2 separate regions of the Mus musculus genome follow, and region 1 is linked to region 2. Evidence: chromatin contacts called from public promoter capture Hi-C data. All regions are on one chromosome and are shown on one strand. The core of a region is the stretch at or near the end of the contact, and the rest is flanking DNA. Distances in the headings are between cores, read along the strand shown. Region 1 holds the start of Rpl3 (ribosomal protein L3). Region 2 holds the start of Hgh1 (HGH1 homolog).

Region 1 (5,380 bases), core at 2,592-5,091, 3.7 Mb after region 2:
AATTTCCTGGGAAAGGGTTAGGGCATTAATTAAACCTGGGTTAGGCAGTGTCATGGATTCCTAGGACTGACTGTTCTATGAACCCAATACCCTCTCTCATTTGCAGGATCCCCAATCAGCCTTACCTTCTTGTTAATCTCTGTTCGGTGATGGTAGCCTTTCTGCCCAGCTCGAGCCACAGAGAAGGCAACACGGGCAGGGTGCCAGGCTCCAATACAGGCAACTTTGCGCAAACCTCGATGGGTCTTTCGGGGCAGTTTCTTTGTATGCCAACGACTGGTTACCCCTGGAAAGAATGTTAACTTCATGGGGCTGGGCACGTTCCTGTCCCTTCCCAATGAGTACTCAAAATACCTGTGATTAGTTCACTGATTACAAAATTATCTAACAATGGGTAAATCTGAATATCAGAATTCAATCCCAACCCCACATTCCTGTCCTATTTTAAAATCAGACTGGATGGTTGTCTGCCTAAATAGTTATTTGCAGCTTCATGTGTCACTATGTGGCCAGAGGTTGCCATGTGTTTATTGGTTTGAGGCAGATATGTACTCTAGGGAGCCCAATTTGTCCTTCATGGCCACCTGGCATTAAGGGTGAGGTCAACTGACTGGGTCCACATATTTGAGGTGTTACTCCTTTTCTTAGCTCATTCTCTAAAAGCTGGTCAACTTGACCAGCTGACTGCTGTTCCCAGAAGGCAGGCAGGCAAGGAAACGCTGCCACCGCATCACTTGGTGCTGTGTCCAGTGTACGTTCCAGGGTCTCACATTATCACCCACAAACTACAGCAAAGCTTACCTTTGTACCCTTTGCCTTTTGTCACGCCAATGACATCAATCATCTCATCCTGCCCAAACACCTGGTTCACAGGAACCTGCTGCTCCAGCCGCTCTCGGGCCCAGTCGAGCTTCTCAGCCACAGTGCCTCCATTCACCTGGATCTCCATCAAGTGTGCCTTCTTCTGGCGTAGAGGAAGCAGACGCATCTAAAAGAAGCAGATGAAGCTTATATCAGGCTGGTGGCAAATGGACTAGAAAGTAAATCACCAGAAGCTCAAAGCCAATAGACCTGACTTTGCCAGTGGTTGGTGGACTCATGCATGAGCTACTAAATGGTTCCTAACTAGCAATGTGTTTAGAAAACAGAATACTTGGCCCAATCTCACACCATCATTTCAGATTAGTCAGATAGAGCACAGTAAGACCATCTAGAGAAGCAAGCCTCAGTGTCACAGTGCCCTCTGCTGGTTGATTTAAGACACCAGAAATGTCTCTAATCCCCTCGGATCACAAAATGCCTGCAAAATGCCCCAAACCTTAGGTGCTTACCTGAGTGTGGGCAATGATGCGGATGACCTGGCAGTACTTCTTCATGCTGTTGAAGTCCTTCTCCAGCTGCTTCTTGCCTGTGTCATCCTGCCATTTCTTACAGTACTTGGTGAAAGCCTTCTTCTTAGACTTGTGCCTTCAGGAGCAGAGCACAGTTGGGGGAGGGGCCCGGTGCAGGCCTTCATCACCCTTGCAACAGGTGAGAGGAAGGCAGACTGGCACCATTTGGGGATGGGGCTCATTGCCGGCTTCTAAGGAGCCTTTTCCACCGGCAAGCGGAGCCTGGATGAAGCTCATCGGGCAGAGCCGAGCGGAGCTGAGCAGAGGTCCACAGGTTAATATAAGCCACAAATATACACAACACACAACTCTTGCTCCAGGGCACCAGAACATCCCTTTATCTGGGGGCACATCTCATAGTAGTGGAAGTCAGGGGCTCAGGCCAGAGGCAGGGGACCTATCTAGTACAGACAAGGCCAGCATCCAAGCCTCAAAGGATTACCTCACACTAAGGCCCAGATGCAGGATGTCTTGTTTTCCAGCTTCCCTGCCACTTCAGTGTCAAAGCAACTCTAACACTTCTGCTAACCAGGACTGACCAGCACCCTCAAGGGTTAACAGTCAGCTTTTGGTTCAAAAAACCTTTGATCCAACTTCCTTCACTTTACATCCCAGCTCAGAGTGTCCCTTACTTCTAAGGGAACCCAAGAGCCTCTTACCAGTTCTTATAGAAGCGCCTTTTACACTCATCGCTGATGTGCTCAGCAAATACAGTCTTGAAGGTCCGGAGGCCTCGTGGGGTCTCAACATATCCCACAATGCCCACAACCACCATTGGGGGAGTTTCCACAATGGTCACAGCCTCCACGACTTCTTTCTTGTTCACCTCTGTGAAGACAAACAGGCATAAGCTTCAGTGGGAGCACAAATACCCCAGCACATACAAGCATCCATTTAGACAGAATGGCTGTCTCCGCATCAGAATACTGGGCCTTCCAGGACTGCTCTTCAGAACTGCGGGCTCTCCAACTGCAGCTTTTAACAATTGAGCCAAAGTTTCTAACCTCCACTTACTTTGCAAGGCTGCTAACAGGCACCATGCCAGGTGGTGACTATCACCACTGAAGTAGCAAAATGCCATGTGCTATCTAGACTGTCTCAAAGAGGAGCTTTATCACTAGTCTGGTTTCATGTCCAGAATACACTTGTTAAATGTGTCTACCTTTTCAGAGTACCTAGGGTTGATAACAGGCACTGGCATGGAAACAACCAACTACCCCAACAGGACTCTGCACAGGAATCTGTGTTAAATTTCGCTAGGCCAAAACACTTCTAGGCTCCCTTAGTGTGGGCACTACCACACTAAGTCAGGCTTTGTTCTAGACTTACCACAAAGCACCCCAGGATGAAGCTATTGTGCTCCTTTGGGAATTTACTGTAACTACAGGCAAAATTACACACAGCCCAAGTTGGACAAGGAAGTACTGTACATACTAGATCCTGGCCTGTCAACTTCCCGGACGATGTGGGTCATGCCAGCCTTGTAACCCAGAAAGGCTGTGAGGTGAACGGGCTTGGAAGCGTCATCCTTAGGGAAGCTCTTCACTTTCCCACGATGCCGGCTGCTGCGCTTGCGAGGCAGGAAGCCCAAGGACCCATGCCTGGGAGCTGAGAATTTCCTGTGAGACTGAGGTAAAGGGAGAGATCACAACATTGCTCTCAGTCTTCCAATCAAGCCCAAAGGAGGGTTCCACATTTAAAGGAATTGTATCAGAGGACAGACTGCAATAAGACTTCAGCTTAATGCTTTTAGTTTCCATGCCTTTCAAACACAAAACAGCTTAGTTATACTAAAACCTCGATGGGTGAACTTTCAAGAGTATCCCATGTGACTAAATGGCAACATGGCGTATCAAGATGGAGTCTAATGCAAGTCGGCCTCAAACACTCCCTCCTAAAGCCAAATCAGAACTTGACATTCAGCACAGAGTTTCTGTCCGCCCGTCAAAAGGTTCATCATTTGTGGCTTCTGAGAACTCTAGAGATGCACCTTCCACTCTTATAACATTCCAAAATGGAGACCCGACCCGATTTGCCAAATTTCTCCACTTAACCAATGCATTCCTAAAGACCTGGGCCATCCCTACCAGACTGACCACTACCCTCGAATTAAGCACAAAACAGCCCATTCCATAAGTCCCTTAGGATTACGCTGATATCAAATGGGTCGCACACAGGCCCAGGCCGGTCCCACACACATCCTCCGTAAGGCCGTTAAGGTCCCTGAATTTCCGGACGGTCGCGGCCCTCACATCGATCCCCTATTACATCCTTTCAGGATTGGCGAGCCAGGGATGGCGCCGATGGGAGGTGAATACAAGCCAGGCCCACAGGAGACCAAGTTAGAAGGCAGCATGGCCATACGTACCATCTCGCCGCCACACGCCGCAGATAGAGAGCGACCAGGAGCCAGTGCAGGCTATATAAAGCCAAGTGATGGCTCCGCCCCCTGAGCGTGCGAACGTGTTGACGCATAGGCGTCGGGTCGAAGGGCGCGCATCGAATGTCATTTTACACACATTTTTCCCGCCCACTAGGATTGACAAATAGGGTCTACGGAGAATGATTGGGTTCAAGCTTAGCGAAACGCCTCGTCGACGCTGAGGTTTAGAATGTAAAGAACTACGGCGTTCTGCAGCAGCCAAATTTCATGATAATGAAGAAAAATGGAGGCATTGTGCTTCCTCTCACTTCTAGAACGGAATCACACAGGGCTAGTCCCACACAGCAACGAAAACAACGGCGTTGAAGCAGGCTTAGTGTGAGACAACTGACTGCGTTGTTCTCGTGAGCTCTTAAGATAGACTGAATGAAACTGCTCTTTTACCTAACCAGTGATTTTGATGTGATCACCAACATTGCTCTCAGTCTTCCAATCAAGCCATGCCTTTAATGCGCCATGATTTCGGGCACATCTCCCTCAAGTCCTGTCTCTGCCAATTCAGTCTCCAGATGTCATGTCCCGTTCATATTTTGTTCTTAATTTCAGATTTACAAATGTGTGAGGTTCCCCCCCCCCCGTGTGTACGAATGTGCGCCACGGGCGTGCGTGACATTTTCAGAAGTCAAACCGGGCTGGAGAGATGGCTCAGCAGTTAAGAACACCAACTGCACTTCCAGAGGTCCTGAGTTAAATTCCCAGTGACCACATGGTGGCTCATAGCCACCTGTACTGGGATTCGATGCCCTCTTCTGATGTGTCTGGAGACAGCGACAGTGTACTCATATACATAAAATAAAAATAAATCTTTAAAAAAAAATAAGGGCTTGAGAGATAGCTCAATGGTTAAGAGCACTGACTGTTCTTCCAGATATTCTGAGTTCAATTCCCAGCAACGATATTGTGGCCTATAACCATCTGTAATGGGATCAGGTGACCTCTATACTCATATATACACTAAATAAATAAATCTAAAAAAAAAAAAAAAAAAAGTCAAAATAGTGTCAGATCCCCCTGGACCGTTGTTAATGCTGTGAACTAGACCTGGGTCCCGTGGGATGACAAGTTTTCTTAACTTCTGAACCATCTCTCCAGATCAAGATTCTTAATGAATTTATTTTTCGAACAGCAACATAGGTTTATTAAAATTTAAAAAATAATTTCTGAAAGTGGAGGAGCGCCACTTAAGAATATCTTAAATAAGCTCTTTTTAATTTTATATTTATGAGTGCTTTCCTCATTTATGCACGTGCACCACATATGTGCAGTACCGGGGAGATTTGAAGAGAGTATGGAACCCTCTGGAACTGGAGTTACAGATGGTTGTTGTGCTGGGAACCAAACCTTGGTCCTCTGCAAGAGCCCTTAATTCCTAAGACGTCCCTCCAGTCCCAAAAGAAGAATTATTTTTTCTTCCTTTTTTTTTTTTTTTTTTTTTTTTTTAGACAGGGTTTTTCTGTGAAGCCTTGGCTGTCCTGGAACTCACTCTGTAGACCAGGCTCCAGGCTGCCCTCGAACTCAGAGATCTGCCTGCCTCTGCGTCCCAAGT
Region 2 (5,029 bases), core at 2,260-4,759:
AGAAAAGAAAAAGGGGGGTAGTCACTACATTTCTGCCTTGATCCTGATGGGTACTGGTGAGCTGGAAAGTTATTGTTACCTTGTATGTTAGAATTGTACGTGGTCACCCATTTCAGATCACTTATTCGTGCAAATAATATCACTTCTATCATGAATTGCCCAAGCAAGCAGCCATAGCATGGGCAAAATTTCTGTTTCCTGTTGCCAAGATAAAAACACCCCAACAAACCCAGTGGTGTTGGTGCATGCCTTTAATTCTAGTACTTGGGAAACTGTGTTTAAAGCCAGCCTGGTCTACAGAGTGAGTTCCTGGACAGTCAGGGCTACACAGAGAACCCATCTCAAAAACCAACCAAACATACAAAAGCCAAAAAGCCAGGTGTGGTGTCATGCTCCTAATCCAACACTTGGCAGGAAGATCTTGAGTTTGAGGCCAGCGTAGTCTACAAATTGAGTTCTAGGACAGCCGGGGTCACACAAAACAACCAAAAGCAACTTAAATTGCTTTTGTCTTAGTTGTGAGGACTTGACTCACAATTCCAGGTTGCAATCCATCATTGTGGGGAAGTCAAGGCAGCAGAAACCTGGAGCAGCTTGTTATGGTCAAGGAACCACTGTACAAACTGTAGACACTCTGGTCTCAGTTTATTTTATTCTTTTTACATGTACATGGTAGTTCTACAGATAGTTGTGAGCCTTCATGTGGTTGTTGGGAATTGAATTTTAGGACCTCTGCTGTTCAGGTCAAGCCTGCTTGCTCCGGTTGGCTCTGCTCACTCCAGTCAACTCCACTCACTCAGTCCCTGACTCCCTCCAGCTCAAAGATTTATTATTATACTTAAGTACAATGTAGTTCTCTCCAGACTCGCCAGAAGAGGGCGTCAGATCTCTATGGGTGATTGTTGGGATTTGAACTCAGGACCTTCGGAAGAGCAGTTAGTGCTCTTAACCGCTGAGCCATCTTGCCAGCCCCTGGTCTCACTTTATTTTTTTTTAAAGATTTATTTATTATATATATTTGAATATATATATATATTATTATTTATTATATGTAAGTACACTGTAGCTGTCTTCAGACACTCCAGAAGAGGGCGTCAGATCTTGTTACAGATGGTTGTGAGCCACCATGTGGTTGCTGGGATTTGAACTCCAGACCTTCGGAAGAGCAGTCAGGTGCTCTTACCCACTGAGCCATCTCACCAGCCCCTGGTCTCACTTTATTAAAGGAATAGTTTAGTGAGTGCACAGCCAGGACTGATGAATCAGGCACACAGCCTAGATTCGGGGAGCTAAGACTGTAACCCCAAATATTTCCCAGGGCCAGTTTATAAAGGCAAAACCCACAATGAGCTCATATGCAGGTGTAGAAAGTACTGTAGCGTGACTGGTTTTTACTCAAGCTACTTTGACAGTTTAGACATCAGTTCAAACTGATCTTTAATTTGGTCATAAGTGGATTTTTTAAAATTTTATTTAATGTATGAGTATCTGATGTACACCTGTGTGCCAGAAGAGGGTCCAAGTTCTCATTATAGACAGTTGTGAGCCACCATGTGGTTGCTGGGAATTGAACTTAGGACCTTTGGACAAGCAACCAGTGCTTTTAACTGCTGAGCCATCTCTCCAGCCCTGTTGTGGAGTTTTTTTTTTGTTGTTTGTTTTTGTTTTTTTAAAGATTTATTTATTTATTTATTTATTATATGTAAGTACACTGTAGCTGTCCTCAGACACCCCAGAAGAGGGAGTCAGATCTCATTACGGATGGTTGTGAGCCACCATGTGGTTGCTGGGATTTGAACTCCTAACCTTCGGAAGAGCAGTTGGGTGCTCTTACCCATTGAGCCATCTCACCAGCCCTGTTGTGGAGTTTCTTAAGAAGAAACCTTATAACAAAATATGTGGTCAACTTGATCCTGCTCTGAGTCAAACTATTTTCTGTACCAGGAATATAATATGAAGTGGTTGGCAGGCATGGGACAAAATGGCTCCAGCTGTGCTTGGGGAATAGTCCTCAACACAGCTAGTCACATTCCACTCACAGAAGACAGCAATGATTCCTACATGTCAGTATGCTTGCTTTTTCCACACTTATAAAACCCCTTTCCTATAGGGAATGGTAACAATCACAGTGGGGGCAACGTCTTTCCACTAATTAAGCCCCCACAGATGTGCCCATAGGCCAACTTAATTTAAAGTCACTGAGCTTCCCTTTCTAGGTGACTATTTTGTGTCAAGTTAACAAAGTTAACTTTGTTTAAGAGAAAAATCTTTTGAGACCAGCTCATTTTATAGCTCAGGCTGGCCTCAAACTTACACTGACCTTCCTGCCTCAGCCTCCTCAGTTGTGAGATTAGACAGTGACACGTTTATAAAAAGATAAGGAGCCGGGCAGTGGTGGCGCACGCCTTTGGTCCTACCACTTGGGAGGCAGAGGCAGGTGGATTTCTGAGTTTGAGGCCAGCCTGGTCTACAGAGTGAGTTCCAGGACAGCCAGCACTGTCTCCAAAACAAAACAAAACAGAGGCAAGGGAGCCTTTTCTTAGAAACTCACTAGCTGCTGTCAACAGCTGGGAAATCTGGACAGTTGGCCCTACACAGACCTAACCACTTTGCCATTGTAGCCGGAAGGATCCCAGTCAGTATCTAAGGTTGCATAGGATCTGGAACCGTGGCGGTTCCTGGCTATCTCCTACAAAAACCTGACAAGGACCAGCCCTGGAAAAACCCCTAACTCAAGATTTCTAATTTGAGAGAGCAAGGACCCCAGGCAGCTAATTGCTAATACAGGCACAAGAAGCACCAAATGGGATACTTTCCCAGAACAGATCCTAGTACTGAAATTATCTTCTGCTAGGGATTACGTAGCTAAGAAGGCCAGTGTCCTCCCATCTGTGCTAACAAATGTGCCGGTGGAAGGTAATATGGAGCCACTGAGAAGCAAAGAAACGCAGCGAGGTATGGAAGACAGAAACCGAACAGTGCTCTAAAGAGCTGGCAGGGGCGTCTGTCACCAGGTGCCCCCAAACCTGCAAACTATAGATTCATTTATTAGTTCCCTTTGCCCAAGCCTGCTTGACTCAGACTTCTGTCACTGAAGAGGACCTAACAAATGCACTAGAAAAAAAAATTTAGCCCCTCTGCAAAGTCAGAGACTGATCCAAAGCTGCCTTTTCATCGCAGAGTCCTGCACCCTCCGGTTCCTGGATGTCTGAAACCAGGTTTAAAAGGTGGCAGCAAACACTCTGGACACCAGGATCACCGGCTGCCGAGCTTCGCTTCAAATTATGCGTGCTGGTCGCGTGGTTCTGACTCCTGGCAAAGCAAACACGCAATAGGCAGCCGGAAAAGTCCTTGCAAGGATCTGGTGGTGGTGGTGATGATGATGGGAAGGGGGGGAGGGTGCATCTGCACCAGCTTAAGGGGTGCCTAATACTGTGGCCCACAATGCCTCGCGCTGAAACCGGCCCCGCCCCCTTCAGCCAGGTTCTCAGCCTCGGAAGGGTTTTAACGACTTCCGCTTTTCCGGCGGTGGCCCCGGCACGAGAAGTGACTGAGACTGCTGGCGGCATGCGGGGACCGGGAGTAGGTTCGGGGTTCTCTGGTGAGCGAGGGTTGCTAGAGCAGGAGGCTGGCGCGGACACGGAGGCGGTGGAACTGCTGCCCTTCCTGGTGCTCGGAGCGCGAGCCGACCTGCAGGCGGCCGCGGCGCAGCACGTGCTGGCGCTGACTGGTGCGGGCTCGGGCCGCACGCTGTTGGCCGGACAGCCAGAGTTGTTGCGGGCCTTGGTCGACCTTGCGGTGGCCCCGGCCCCAGCTCCTTCCCGCGATGCCTCCCGCGCGCTCGTGAACTTGGCTGCTGATCCCAATGTGCACTGGCAGCTGCTGGCGGCTGACCCGGAGCTGCCCGCCCGCCTGCTGCGCTGCGTGTTGGACCCTCAGTGGCCCTGGGCTGAAGAGGCGGCTGCAGTGCTGGCCAACCTGAGTCGCGAGCCGGCTCCGTGTGCTGCGTTAATGGAGAAGCTGATGGCCGCTGAGCCGGAGCGGTTGGGTCTGGAGCGACTTGTCAACGCGCTGTGCACGCCGAGCTACAACGCGGCCGCACCCCTGCATTACCTGGGGCCGCTGCTCTCCAACCTTAGCCAGCAGGCGGAGGTGCGTGCTTTTCTCCTGGACCCAGACAGGTGAAACCCAGTCGCCTGCGCGGGCGGGAAGGTGGGGAAGTGGAAGTGAACAAGGACAGCAGTGAATATCTTCTTTCAACAGGTGCGTGGTCCAACGGCTGCTGCCTCTTACCCAGTACACAGATTCTTCGGTGCGCAGGGGCGGGGTGGTGGGAACACTTCGGAATTGCTGTTTTGAGCATCGTGAGTGACAAGGAGGGGGTGGTGCCATTGCCAAGGTGGGGATTGGACCCTAGGGAACCCAACGGACCATTATTCTGATCTCCTTCCTTGTCCGCACCTCCAGGACATCACAAGTGGTTACTTGGGGCCCAAGTCGACATTCTCCCCTTTTTGCTACTGCCCTTGGCTGGGCCTGAAGAGTTTTCCGAGGAAGAAATGGACCGTGAGTGACTTGGGTGGTTGCCTCAGGGCTGTCTGGTGCTAGAGGGAAGACTACAAGAGGGAGATGGAGAGGTGTGCAGGTCTGGAGTCCCTCAGTCCGGCAGCCTTTAAGGAGGGGGTCGTTACAGACACACACAAGGCTCACCCAGGCAGAGCAGGGCTTGGGTGTTCAGCACAGGGACCAATAGTCTCCCACCCTCACTCCTAGAGCTGCCTGTTGACCTGCAGTACTTGTCACCAGACAAGCAACGGGAGCCGGACGCTGACATCCGGAAGATGCTCATCGAAGCCGTCATGCTGGTGAGCAGGGGCCTGGGGTGTTAGTGCCTCTCCACAAGTCCGTATTGGCATCCGAGTAACCTTTTTCCATCTTCCTAGCTGACAGCCACGGCACCTGGTCGGAAGCAGGTACGGGACCAGGGTGCCTACTTGATCCTTCGAGAGCTGCACAGCTGGGAGCCAGA

Evidence for each region. Promoter capture Hi-C pulls out the DNA fragments that hold promoters and counts their contacts.
Region 1: a contact with region 2 is called in a promoter capture Hi-C map of cranial neural crest. The contact joins the promoter of Rpl3 here to the promoter of Hgh1 in region 2. A contact is called at or near these places in 2 of 39 promoter capture datasets (cranial neural crest and pre-B cells).

Annotation. Positions count from the first base shown.
Region 1 is chr15:80,079,565-80,084,944 of GRCm38.p6, forward strand. It overlaps Rpl3 (ribosomal protein L3), which reads right to left and starts at 3,842. Exons shown (of 10, transcript NM_013762.2): 1 at 3,760-3,842; 2 at 2,826-3,018; 3 at 2,051-2,219; 4 at 1,332-1,467; 5 at 802-988; 6 at 126-286. The coding sequence starts at 3,762. Snord43 (small nucleolar RNA, C/D box 43) reads right to left here and starts at 3,342; the gene lies at 3,295-3,342. LOC115488570 (a small nucleolar RNA gene) reads right to left here and starts at 1,522; the gene lies at 1,468-1,522.
Region 2 is chr15:76,365,389-76,370,417 of GRCm38.p6, forward strand. Hgh1 (HGH1 homolog) reads left to right here and starts at 3,510. Exons shown (of 6, transcript NM_021555.2): 1 at 3,510-4,181; 2 at 4,264-4,364; 3 at 4,468-4,566; 4 at 4,774-4,865; 5 at 4,944-5,029. The coding sequence starts at 3,568.